Regions from separate parts of the Oryctolagus cuniculus genome. Here region 2 is linked to region 1. Evidence: chromatin contacts called from public Hi-C data. All regions are on one chromosome and are shown on one strand. The core of a region is the stretch at or near the end of the contact, and the rest is flanking DNA. Distances in the headings are between cores, read along the strand shown.

Region 1 (5,930 bases), core at 2,445-4,944:
GGTTGCTAGTTCCAGGCCTGTCTTCCATCTGCCCTTGTCCTCTCTGCGGTGGCCAGGGCACAGGAAACCCCTAGGCGGCCGGAGCCTGGGCGGGGGCAGGGGTCGGCTCGGCCGCTTCCCGCGGAAGGAAGGGCCCGGCGGTTCCTGCCACAGGATGCCGGGGCGACGCCCCCTCCCCAGCCACCTCCGCCGCCGCCGGGGACTTCCCGGGGCCCGGCGGGGCGTTGCTCTACCGCCTGGGACTTGGGGTTCCAGCCCCACCCCCACCCCTTGGTGTGTATCTGGCCTCAAGAGTGAGGCGTGCAAAAATCCCCCACGTTTTCCCGTTCCGAATCTGAGGGAGGCGGCGCTCGCATCGCTCCCACGTGGGTGGACGGGGCGACTGCTGACGCCTGGAGCCCGGCGAGCGCCCGGCCCCTCTCCTCTGGATCTCCCCACCACCACTCCCGCCCGGGCCTCGGGGTCAGGTCTCCCGGGGTCACTGGAGGCCCGACTCGGCCGAGACAGCCGTCGGAAGGCGTGGCCGGCGCTCCTCCGCGCCCCCCCACCCTGCACCTGCGGCTCCTTTGTCCCCGCTGGCCACGCCCCCTCCTCCCCTCAGCCCCCAGGGGCAGCGCCGGCAGCTCCCCCTCTCAGGTAGCGATGCTGGGGAAATTTTAATTAAAATAATTTTTCTTCTTCTCGGGACGGGGTAGAGACCTAGGGCCCGCGGGGGTCTTTCACCACCAAGAGCGAGGCAGGGGTGGGGAGCGGCACAGAAGGCCCATTTCATAGATAGGGAAACTGAGGCTGGAAACAGCAGGCTCTCTTTGGCGTACCGCCCGGAAAACGCTGGAAGTGGAGGCGTAACCAGCATTCCAAAGTCCACCAGTTCAGCTCCATCGCTGGCGGACGCCCGAGGTCAGCCGCGGGAGGAGGCAAGGTCCCCCAAATCGTGCTTACGCCCCCCACTGGGAGAGCGGATTCAGGGGGCGCAGGACCAGCCTGCTCCCTCTCCCGCCCACGCTGTAACCACCGGTCAAACCGGCTCCTGGGGTCCCCCCACCCCGCCCCAGCCGGCCGCAGCCAGCGCGTGACCCCTTAACCCCGCCCCTCCCCCGCCGCGGCAGGAAACCAGACAGGCCAAACTTTTATACTTAAGTCTTTTTTGTCTTCTTTATTTTTCTGACGGTCCCTAACAAAACCGGCTAGGTGAGATTGGCTTTGAAACCACAACCCACCCATCCCCTCCCAAGGAAAAACTCCCGGGGCCACCACAGGAGCCCTCCCCTCCCCATCCCCGACCCCCACCCCCAAATCGGGCCAGCCATGGCCGCCAACCGGTCCCCCAGCTTCAGCCTGCCGTGGGCACGTATTGGGGGTGGGTATGGGGGGCACCGCCACCTGCACAAGACCAGAGAAACCACCTCTCTTCCCAGCCACCACCACCCCCGGGGGGGAGGGGCGCGCCGGGCGTGGGACACTGAACCAGCAGCGGGCGGCGTGGGCGAGGTGATCAGGCTGCCCTCCACCCACGGCGGGGCGGGTCCACACCCCGGACCCTCCCTCCCAGGCCCCGCACCCACGCACGCCAACAGGAAGCGGCCCCGTGACGCAACGCTGACCGCCTGCACAAGTATGTCCCTGGAGGGGGGGAGGAGTCTCCTGGGACTTTGCCACGGCACACGGCGGCTCTTGAAAAAAAAAAAAAACCACGGCAGGCCGGCGTTGAGCCCTCGGTGGGAAAAAACAAAAAACAACAAAATTAAGTCCGACCCTGAGGAAATGAACGGTCCAAGCCCACTCCCCCTGGCTCCCGGTCTGGGAGAGGGTTAAGGCCCGCGTCTCGGTCCATTTAGACAGCACCTGTGGTCCGCGGAAGGCGCCTGCGCCCACGGCTCCTCCGGGTTTGGAGAGGGGGGCGCGCATGGCCAGGGTCCCCCCTCCGGGATGCTCGGCATCTCCCGGCGAGCCGCGCCGCTCCTCTCCGCGCCGCCCCCTCGATGCAGGGCGTGCGCGCGCCTCCGTGTGTTGAGTGGTGGGGAGAGGCTCGTCCCCGCGTCCGCGCCCTCGGGCCGACGACGGTTCAGTTCGCGCGCGCGCGCGTTCTGGGCTCCGGCAAGCGCCCGCCGCCCGGGTGCTCAGAAGGCCACCACGGCGCGCACCAGCACGTTGAGCACACTGTCCTGCGGGCGGCAGGCCGGCTTGGCCTCGCGCGGCGCCGGCGCCGTCGGGGGGCTGGCGGGGCTGCAGTGCAGGAGGCCGGAGAAGCGCCTTTGGAGGACCTGGGCCAGGTTGGGGAAGGCGCCCTCGCTCTGCGCCGGGGCGGGCTGCAGGCGATCGGCGACCCTCGCCGCCGCCGCCGCCTCCTCGTCCGGGTCCGCCTCCATGCTCTCTTCCTCTTCCTCCAGGCGGGCCCTCTTGCTAGGGATCAGTCCCGGGTCCCCGCCGTCGCTCAGGCTGCAGCTGCTCCGTCGCTTGCGGCTCGCCTTGGCTGGGCGCAGGGCGCAGCGGGCAGGGGCCGCCGCCTCCTCCTCGGCTCCCGGCGCCTCCTGCGTGTCCATGGGCTCGGGCGAGGGCTGCTCACCGTCGGGGGGCGCTGCCTCGGTCGTGGCTTCTTCCGCTTCCCGCGGCGGGTGCAGGCGAGGGTCGGCGGGGCGGGCGGGCGGCAGGGGCGCGTCCGGCTCGTGCGCCTCCACCTTGGCCGAGAGGTAGAGCTCCCGGGCGCTGCGCATGACCAGCGACAGCTGTAGGCTCCGGTGCAGCCGCAGGCCGCCGCGCTGCATGCGGGAGTGGTACAACTTCCACACCGACAGGGTCATGATGCGCTGGGCTTCCTTCTGCACCTCCATCGCGGTTCGACGGCGGACGGGACGGGCGGCAGGTGCACTCGGGGCGGGGGGGTACGACGCGCTCGCTCACGCTTCTCCGCGCCGGGACACCGCTAGGACGCTCTGCCCCGGCGCCCGCCACCCGAGCCCTTTTATACCCCGGGTGACGTCACAGGGACGCCCCGCCCAGTAAGAAGGCCGCATCCGGGCTTTCCGCGGCCCCGTGGCCGGAGCCTCCTTAAAGCGACAGGGTGCAATTTACTCGCGGTGATGGAAAAAGGGGGACAGGAGGGGAACCCCGGCCTACGGTGGAGTCCCCCCCGCCCCGAGGGGACGCTGAGCTCTCCGAGTGCGGGCCCTGGGGAGGGGCGGCGCGGGTGGGGCTCCGGGCCCGCCCACGTGCTCGCGCCGTCTGCACCCAGGGCCCCTTAGCCCGGGAGGCTCGGGGCCGAGCCGGTCATTCCCTCCCGTCGCCCAGCCGTCTGAGCTTAGGGGCGCTGGCTGCGTGTTGGGTGCTAAGCTCTCTTCTTGCGCGGGATGGCGCTGCTGGGCTCCGGAGCTCGAACGCCCACCGGGCGGAGGGGGCGGGTGTGGGTGGTCGTCCGCAGACTCCGGAACGCAGCCCAGCCATCGCCCACAGGCTCACCGCTGCGATGCGACACCCCCCAGGTGGGCTGGGCCCCGGCCGCAAACGGGGCACGGGCCCCGGCGACGAACACGTGGCTGCCGCCCCCCGTCGGCGGCGGAGGAGAGGGGGCCCTGCTCTGCCTCTGCGCCCCGGGGGGGCGGAGCTGGAAACTGAGCCACGCGGAGAAAACATCGGCCCCACCCTCCGCCACGAGAAGACTCAATTCCCGTAGCTTAAAAAAAAAATAGAAAAAAAAAAGAACATTGTTCAAATGGTTGCATTCACTCGTGGTGCGGGCCCTTTAAGAGGCGCCCTCCACCCCCCTCCCCCGGCTTACGCAGCCTTCCCGCCACTGGGGCCCCGCTGACTTCCACAGCTAAATTTGGAAGAAGTGACGTAGGGCGAACGCGCCAGCCACTTCCGGCTGCCCATATAAGGACATGGGGCTGGGAGCACCACGGCGGGCGGGAGCGGGCTTCCGGGGGCGGAGCCTCGGCTCTGGGCACGCCCCCTCCTCCGCCCCCGCCCCACCCCCGTGCGCGCGGACTGCCGCGGCCGGCTGGAGCCTGGGGCTTCTGGGGGCGGGGCCTCGGCCCGGACACGCCCCCTCCGCGGCTGCCGCCCCGCCCCCGCGCGGCCGGCTGGAGCCTGGGGCTTCCGGACTCGGAGTCCGTCGGGGCCGGGCGTGTGGGGCGGGGGAAGAGGAAGGCGGCGTTTCCTTCCCTCGTGGGGGCCAGGAAGGAGCGACGCCCCTCCGGGCAAGCACCCCGCCCGCGCGGGCTCCCACTACGGAACCCCCCGACGGCGGCGACCCTGAAAGGACCCCCCAAATCACCTCATCCTTAACCGATCCCGCCCCTGCCCTACAGTCCAGAAGTCCCGTCTGCAGGCCGCACACAGCGGCGACTCTGCCCCACACCACGGGCGACCCCCGGAGGCATCCCGCACACCCTCCCGAGAGGGGAGACCCGGCCCCCCACCTCCGATTTCCCGGGGACCTTCACCGGGGTGCCTCCTCAGGGGTCCCCCTCAGGCTCGCGCGCCCAGGTGACACCACACCCGCCCCCCAGGGGTCTCCTCCCGCGGTCGCTCCGCCCCAATACGACCTCGGGGGTTCTCCCCCCACCCACCCACGCCCTGCAGGAAGAGCGCCGCTAAAATGCCCGCAGCCCTTCCCACACCTGCTGCTGGGGACCCTGGGCTGGGACGGACGCCCCGGGGCGGGCTCCGGGGATGGAACCCACTGACCCCCCACCCTTTCTCAGCTGGAATCCGACTATTATTATTTACACTGCCTCAAAAGCAAACAATTCACTTAGACTGCGAACCCCTCCCGCCCATTCAACGGCCCGGCACTGTGACTGAGAAGGCGGGACATGCGGACCGGAAGTGTGGCCTTTGCCCACACCCAAGATGGCGGCAGCGGGAACGGAAGTTTCCTCCTTTCGGACCTCTCTCTCCTCTGGAGGTCCCGCTCTCGATGGTGGCGAACCGGGGGCGGGGGTGGCGGCGCTTCCTCCTGGGCTGCGAGGCAACCAAGTGGCTCGCGAGCCCCAGCCCGGAGGGGCTGCGGCCTCCTGGGGGAGGGGGGCGGCCATGTCTCTCGAAGATCCATTCTTTGTAGTGCGAGGGTGAGTGACAGCGACGGGGCCGGGGAGGGCGATCGGTGCGCGCGCCGGCCGTCGGGGCTGGGGTCTCCGGGAGGGTCTGGGGGTGGGGGTGGGGGTCTCTGGAGCCTCAGGTTCGTTCGGGGGCGACGCGATTGGGTCCGCCTGCCCCCAGCCGCGCTGCTGCTGTGCCCCCGCCCGCAGCGAGGTGCAGAAGGCGGTGAACACGGCCCGCGGGCTGCACCAGCGCTGGTGCGAACTCCTCCAGGAAGGCGGCACGGGCGGCCGCGAGGAGCTGGACTGGACGGCCAATGAGCTGCGAAATGGCCTGCGCAGCATCGAATGGGACCTCGAGGACCTGGAAGAGACCATCGATATCCTCCGGGAGAGCTACGAACGCGCTGGCACTGCCCGGGTCGGGGGTGGGGGGTGGGCACTGAGAGGCCGGATCCCCCTGGGGGTGGAGGGGGTTCGTCTCTAGCCCTGGCCTTGACCCTTGACTCCCAGCCCACGAATCGTGGAAGCCAACCCCGGCAAGTTCAAGCTGCCCGCTGGGGATCTGCAGGAGAGAAAGGAATTTGTGGAGCGGATGCGGGAGGCGGTGCAGGTGCGCAGAGGGCCCGGTTGTGGGGGGTGGGGTGGGGAGCGTGCAGAAGTCAGGGTGTCTTTCCTCCCTAATACCACCGTCCTCGTCCCCCTCCCAGGAAATGAAGGACCATATCGTGAGCCCGGCCGCCATAGCCTTCATGGAGAGGAAAAACAGAGAGGTACGGCGTCCTTACTCTATGCCCATCTGAATCCCTGGGCGTTGCTTTTCCCCCTGTTATTGTTCCCTAAACAATGCAATCGTGCTTATTATGTTCGCGGGAAAAAATGGAAATCAAA
Region 2 (5,377 bases), core at 124-2,623, 300 kb before region 1:
TCCCCCTTTTAATGGCCAGTTTTGGAGGGAGAGTTCTCAAACCTTGGCCCAGGCCACGCCCTGCAAACACTGGCTGCCCGGGACAGGCCGGCGAGTGGGCGCCGCGGCAGCCCCCAGCCCATGGCGGAACTGGGGTGGGGTGGGGTGGGGGGAGAATGCCCCCGCCGGGATCGGCCCTCCGCCAGGGCCCGCGCAGGCCCGCGCGCCCGTGAACTTGGCCGGAGGAGTCCGCCCGATCTCGGCCTCCGAGGGCCGGGTCCGCTCGCGCCCCCAAGAACAAAGCTGGCCGCCGCCCGCCCATCACGCATCGGCCGGCCCCGCCCGCCCCAGCAGGCGGCCCCCTGGGGTTGTGGGTCTGGCGCCCGCGGCGCCCCGTTTCCCGGGGCGGGGAAGGCGAGGGCGGCGGAGCTGCCGCCGGGGCCTCCCCGCCCCCTTCGCCAGCCGCAGCAACAATGGAGGGCCCGGCCCGCAGAGGCCGGGGCGCCCCCGCGGGCCGCGAGCAGGTGCGGCGCGGGGGCCGCCGCCGCGTCCCGCCCCGCCGCGCCCCCGGCCCGCCCGGCGCCCGCGCGCTCACCTCGTTGGGGGCTGCCGCCGCTGGGGCCCCCTCTTCTTTCCAAAACCCGCCCGGAAAGGTCCCCCGGAGCCCAGGCGCCTGCACGGGAAATTGCATTGCGGCGGCGGCGGCCGCGGCTCCGGGGGCCGGGCTGGGGGGTTGGGGAGGAGGGGGCCGCGGGGGGCTCCGGCGCCGGCTCGAACCCGCGGCCGCCGCCGCCCGCCCGCCCGCCTGTCTGTCTCGGTGACGCGCCCGCGCTCCCCGCCGCCGCCCCCTCCCTCCGCCCCGCACCGCGCCGGGCGGTGGGGTTCAGCCGTGGCCGTGAGCGCCCGGCGGCCTTTGGGCCGGGCGCACCCAGGGGACGCACGCCGTGGGGTGGGCGTGAGGGTGGGGGTGCGAGGGGAGAAGCCTAACGGGGCGCCGGGACGCGGCTCCCCGGGGTGGCGGGGGCACACGAGTGCTCGGGCGGGCACCCGCAGGGACCCGGGCGCACACCGACTTTCAAGGAGGGCGGACCGAGGGGGAAGCAGAGTGCAGGGGGCTGCGCACCCACGGGGCTTGGGGAGGGGGGGATTGGGAGGTGAGGGCCACGAGGGGCTTGTCCAGGGACGAGGCTGCACGGAGAGGGACACCCGGAAGTCCCCAGACGCGTGCACAGCCACAGTGCAGCCAGGGACCCGAGGGGGCGCAGGGAAATTGGCAGGCAGGGACCCAGGATACAGCCCCTGCGCAAACACACCAGGTGTGCAGCTTCGGGCTCAGCGCCCAGGGAGACAGACCTCCCCCCCACACACACACCCAGGGAGGTGGTAGACACACCAGGTGCCAAGGGCAGGAGCACCCCCCACCCCGACCCCACCCCACTCCCCAGAAGCACAGGAGACCCCATGGAGGCGCCCACACACACACACAGGCACGGGTGTATCTGGGGTGGCCAGGTGGCGCGGACACGTACACACATCCAAGAGACAGGCATTGAACCAGACCACCGCGTGGGGCTCCCGTGAGCTCCCTGAGACGCACACCAACCCCCCCAACAGCACACAAGTGACTAAGTCACAGGGATATGGGCACAGACCCCTCCCCAGGACACAGGTAGTTCCCAGCCACGGCCACGGCAGGTGGACAGATGGACAGAAGTTCTGTTAGCCTGCATGAGCCAGGGCTGAGCTGACCCCGTAACTCGTTCTCTTTATTTCTGTGCCCCCCACACCACCTCCAGGGAGTGGAGTCCTGCTCTGTACCAAGGACAGGTTTATTTGGGGGCCACGGGAGGGAGGGGGTGTGAGCCAATGAGACGGGAGAGGGCTGCATTCATTCAGTCACCCGTCACAAGCACATACAAGTCTCACTTCCTGCACGCCAGGGCGGCTGTTTGAGGGAGCAATGATTCTATATGGGGAGGTGGCTGCAAGGAGGAGCATCTTCCACAGGACTCTCCTTTTCTGGCCCCCCTCCCCGCCAAAGGCCCAGAGAGAGCCAAAGCCTTGACTTCTTCACCAAGTCTTTCCGCGCCGCCACCAGCAGGGGGCAGAAGACTCCAGAGCCCGTCGCAGTCCTGCTCCGGCGGCGCCTCTACCCGGCTCGCAGGCCCGGGCTCAGATTCTGTCCGCCTGCACAAGCCCCTAGGTAGGCTGGGCCGAACGCAGAGGCCCCACGAGGAAGCTGCTCCGCGTCTCCGCAGAGGTGTCCCCGGCCGGCGGTCCCTGTGAGGATCTAGCTCCCGCCCTTCTTGCTGCACTGCCTTCTCTGGGCCTGGCAAGCAACTTCTGCCTTCCTGAACTGGGTCAGAACGAGAGAGAATTTTCTTGGGCATCACCCGGCCCCTCCGCCCCGGAACCACCCCACCACGAATGTCCCGCGGCGCCTGGTTCCTGGGGCGTAGGAAGCGCCCTCCTGCCCACCGCCATTCCCCGTTCCTGGGGCCCTGCCAGTGCTGACTCACGCGGGCATCTCTGGGCTATGACTCAGCAAAGGCTCTTCCTGCACCCCCCTCCCCAGGAGACTCCCCCCACCGCCCCTGGCCACCTCCTCAAAGGGTCTCCTGGGGACCCAGATGTGGGCGGGGGCGCCTCTCTCGTCATCCAACCAGAGCCCCAAGAGGAGCCGCAGGGAGGCACAGGATACGGGGTCCCTTCGCGTGCACCCGGCTGTGGGGGACCGCGGGCTCTCAGCTCTCAGCAACCCATTAACGACCTCCGTGACTGTTCCTCCCAGAAGCACCTGGAATCCTGCCGCCTGCTGGGCTCCCACGCGCGTCCAGCACCCCTCGTCTTCGCCCAGATCCAGCCACGACGTCCCTGCTCTTGTGGTCAACCCCCAAGGTCTGCCCCTCCCCCACCCCGCCCAGGGCCGGCAGAGGGCGCCTGTGGGCACCCACTCCCAGCCCGGTCCCTCCTCTGCCTAGAGCCTCGTGTGGCTCCCACTTAGCCATGAGCAAAAGCTAAAACCCTCCCCGGAGCCTGCACCCTCTGCCCGGTCCCCGTCCTACCCTCAGTTCCCTCTCCTCTCTCCAGGCGTGTCCAGCCACAGGGCCTTTGCACAGCCACACAGCACCCTGGTTCACGTCTTCCAGGTGTTTGCTGTCTCCTGTGCACACACGTTGGGGTCTCCAGAGTCAGCACTTTCCACCCTGCAGTGTAGACCAGGAACTTGGGCACACCTGGAGCTCACGGTGGAGATGGTCCCCATGCGTGGCCTGCTGGTAGGGGGACAGTTCTGTTGCTACTGGGCAACCAGGCAGAGTGTCCAGTGCAGAGAGCAGGGGATGCGAGAGAGGTACTTGGAGAAAGGCGGTGGAAAGCAGGGAAGACTTCTCAGAGGAGGTGAGGTCATACGGGGGTTTGCCGGCTGGTGAGGAGTTTAGACTGAACTAAGACAAGGCTTCAGAGAGGGTTGGTTTTTTTTGTTTGTTTTTTGTTTGTTTGTTTGTTTTTGGAAGAAAGTCCCTGCATCCGCGTGGGAGACCAGGAGGAAGCTCCTGGTTCCTGGCTTCGGATCGGCCCAGCTCCGGCTGTTGCGGCCATCTGGGGAGTGAACCAGCGGATGGAAGACCTCTCTCTCTCTCTGCCTCTCTCTGCCTTTCAAATAAACTAAATCTTTAAAAGTGGAGCAGCCGGGACTCGAACCGGCACCCACATGGGATGCCGGCACTGCCAGCTGGGGCTTAACCCGATATGCCCCAGCGCTGGCCCCCCGCTGTCTCGGGACAAGACCTCGGGCGACTCCCAGCCTGTCCTGCTGTGACTCACTTCTGTCACTTCTTCCGAATTCCAGCCCTGTTCCAGGATCCTGGCTTATTTAATTAATTAATTATGTTTGTTTCTACTGCGAATCTGGGGATTTGGTGAGTCGTGGTCTTTTTTTTTTTTTTTTGCCTGCATTTCCATTTTCAAAAATCCCAGACGAGGTGTGGGCTAGGTTATGGCTCAGCCCTTAGCACATCCTGGGAAAGCAGTGGAAGACGCCCAAGTGCTGGGGCCCCCGCCACCCCCGTGGGAGACCCGGATGGAGCTCCTGGCTTCAGTCTGGCCCAGATCCAGCTGTGGTGGGCATTTGGGGGGGGTGAACCAGTGGATGGGGCTCAGCCCTCTCTCCAGCTAAGGGACCAGGGGCTTGCAAAGAACCAAGTAGTAGGGGTCCCAGCCCCCAGGTTGACCCCAGGACTCCAGTGGCCTGGAAGCCCCTCCCCCACCCCAGGCCCCCAGGGTGGCCCAGCTGCCCCCTGCTGACTGTTCCCAGAGCCAGCCCCCACCTCCCCACCCCCCCTTCCGCTCCCTGCCCCCCACAGGCCTCCAGGGTTCCACGGGCCTGGGGGCCGGGCGAGGGGGTGGGCCGGGTGAGGAACTCAAAGAACCTTTGTGGGAGCGGCTGGGGGGGTGGGGCCGCGGGGGGACCCCGCCCTGCGTGACTCACGCCTCATTGCTGGGCGCTGACTCATAGGCCCAGGCCCCAGCCCGCAGCAGCAGGTGCGGCGGGTCCCAGCCTGGGGAGGTGTGAGGGGTGTGGGAAGGCTGAGCGCGGAAGGCGGCTACTTTCCGGTCACCTGTCCCGGGGGCGGGGCCTGCCACCTGGCTCCTCCTCGTTCTCCCAGAACCAGGTACGGGGCAGCGGACTGGGAGGAGGGTCCCACCGGGTCCCATCGGGCCCCACCCTGCCCCGCCACCCCCAGGTCAGCTGCCTTAGGCACCAGGGGAGGGGGTTACTGCCGCCGCCAGGGTCGCCTCCAGTCCACGGGTGGGTAAACTAAGGCAAGCCCCAAAGTGAGAGAGCGAGACAGACAGAGAAAAGGAGGGAGAGAGCGAGAGAGAGGGAGGGAGAGATGGTGCCGTGGGATTCGAACCGCGCAGCCCCAGGGCAGGGGCGCCCACTCGGGGCCCCGGCGCCCCCGCAGCCCGGCCCTGCCGCCGCCGCCCGGGCCGCCCGCCAGGCTGCCGGCGCCGCGCCCGTCCGCATCACGCCGCGGTGAGTCACGGCGCCGGTCCCGCCCCCCCGCGCCAACAAACAGCGCGTTGCTAGGCAACTGCCGCCGCCGCCCGCCAGCCCGCCCGGTCGCACAGGCGGGGACCCAGGTTCGAGTCCCCTGCCCGGGGTGGGCGCTGCGCGGGGGCTCCGGGGACGGACGCAGTGGCCTTCTGGGAGAGGGGTGAGGAACTGGGCCAGAGTTGGAACCAAGGGGTCGGAGGCGTTTTTCCCTTGGGGTGATTTGGGGGAGCTGGGTGGTGTTGTGGGAGGGGGCTTCTGGCTTTCTGCCAACCCCCTGCCGGCCTGAGGATCACTGACTGACTGCGTGTGTATTTCAACCACTCGATGGGGAAACTGTAT

The links. Hi-C and Micro-C count contacts between places; a contact is called where the count stands out from the background.
Region 2: a Hi-C map of an unstated tissue shows a contact between it and region 1, with 2.6 times the contacts expected there. The contact joins the promoter of NANOS3 here to the promoter of IER2 in region 1. A contact is called at or near these places in 2 of 6 Hi-C or Micro-C datasets (ear pinna and an unstated tissue).

Annotation. Positions count from the first base shown.
Region 1 is chr16:62,548,350-62,554,279 of mOryCun1.1, reverse strand. IER2 (immediate early response 2) reads right to left here and starts at 3,694. Exons shown (of 1, transcript XM_051839495.2): 1 at 1,129-3,694. The coding sequence starts at 2,831. The coding sequence ends at 2,121. It overlaps STX10 (syntaxin 10), which reads left to right and starts at 4,800. Exons shown (of 8, transcript XM_051839491.2): 1 at 4,800-5,069; 2 at 5,221-5,419; 3 at 5,558-5,652; 4 at 5,750-5,812. The coding sequence starts at 4,815.
Region 2 is chr16:62,849,814-62,855,190 of mOryCun1.1, reverse strand. It overlaps NANOS3 (nanos C2HC-type zinc finger 3), which reads right to left and starts at 1,373. Exons shown (of 4, transcript XM_070058875.1): 1 at 575-1,373. It overlaps LOC138845642 (a long non-coding RNA gene), which reads right to left and starts at 2,919. Exons shown (of 2, transcript XR_011382858.1): 1 at 2,777-2,919; 2 at 1,791-2,335.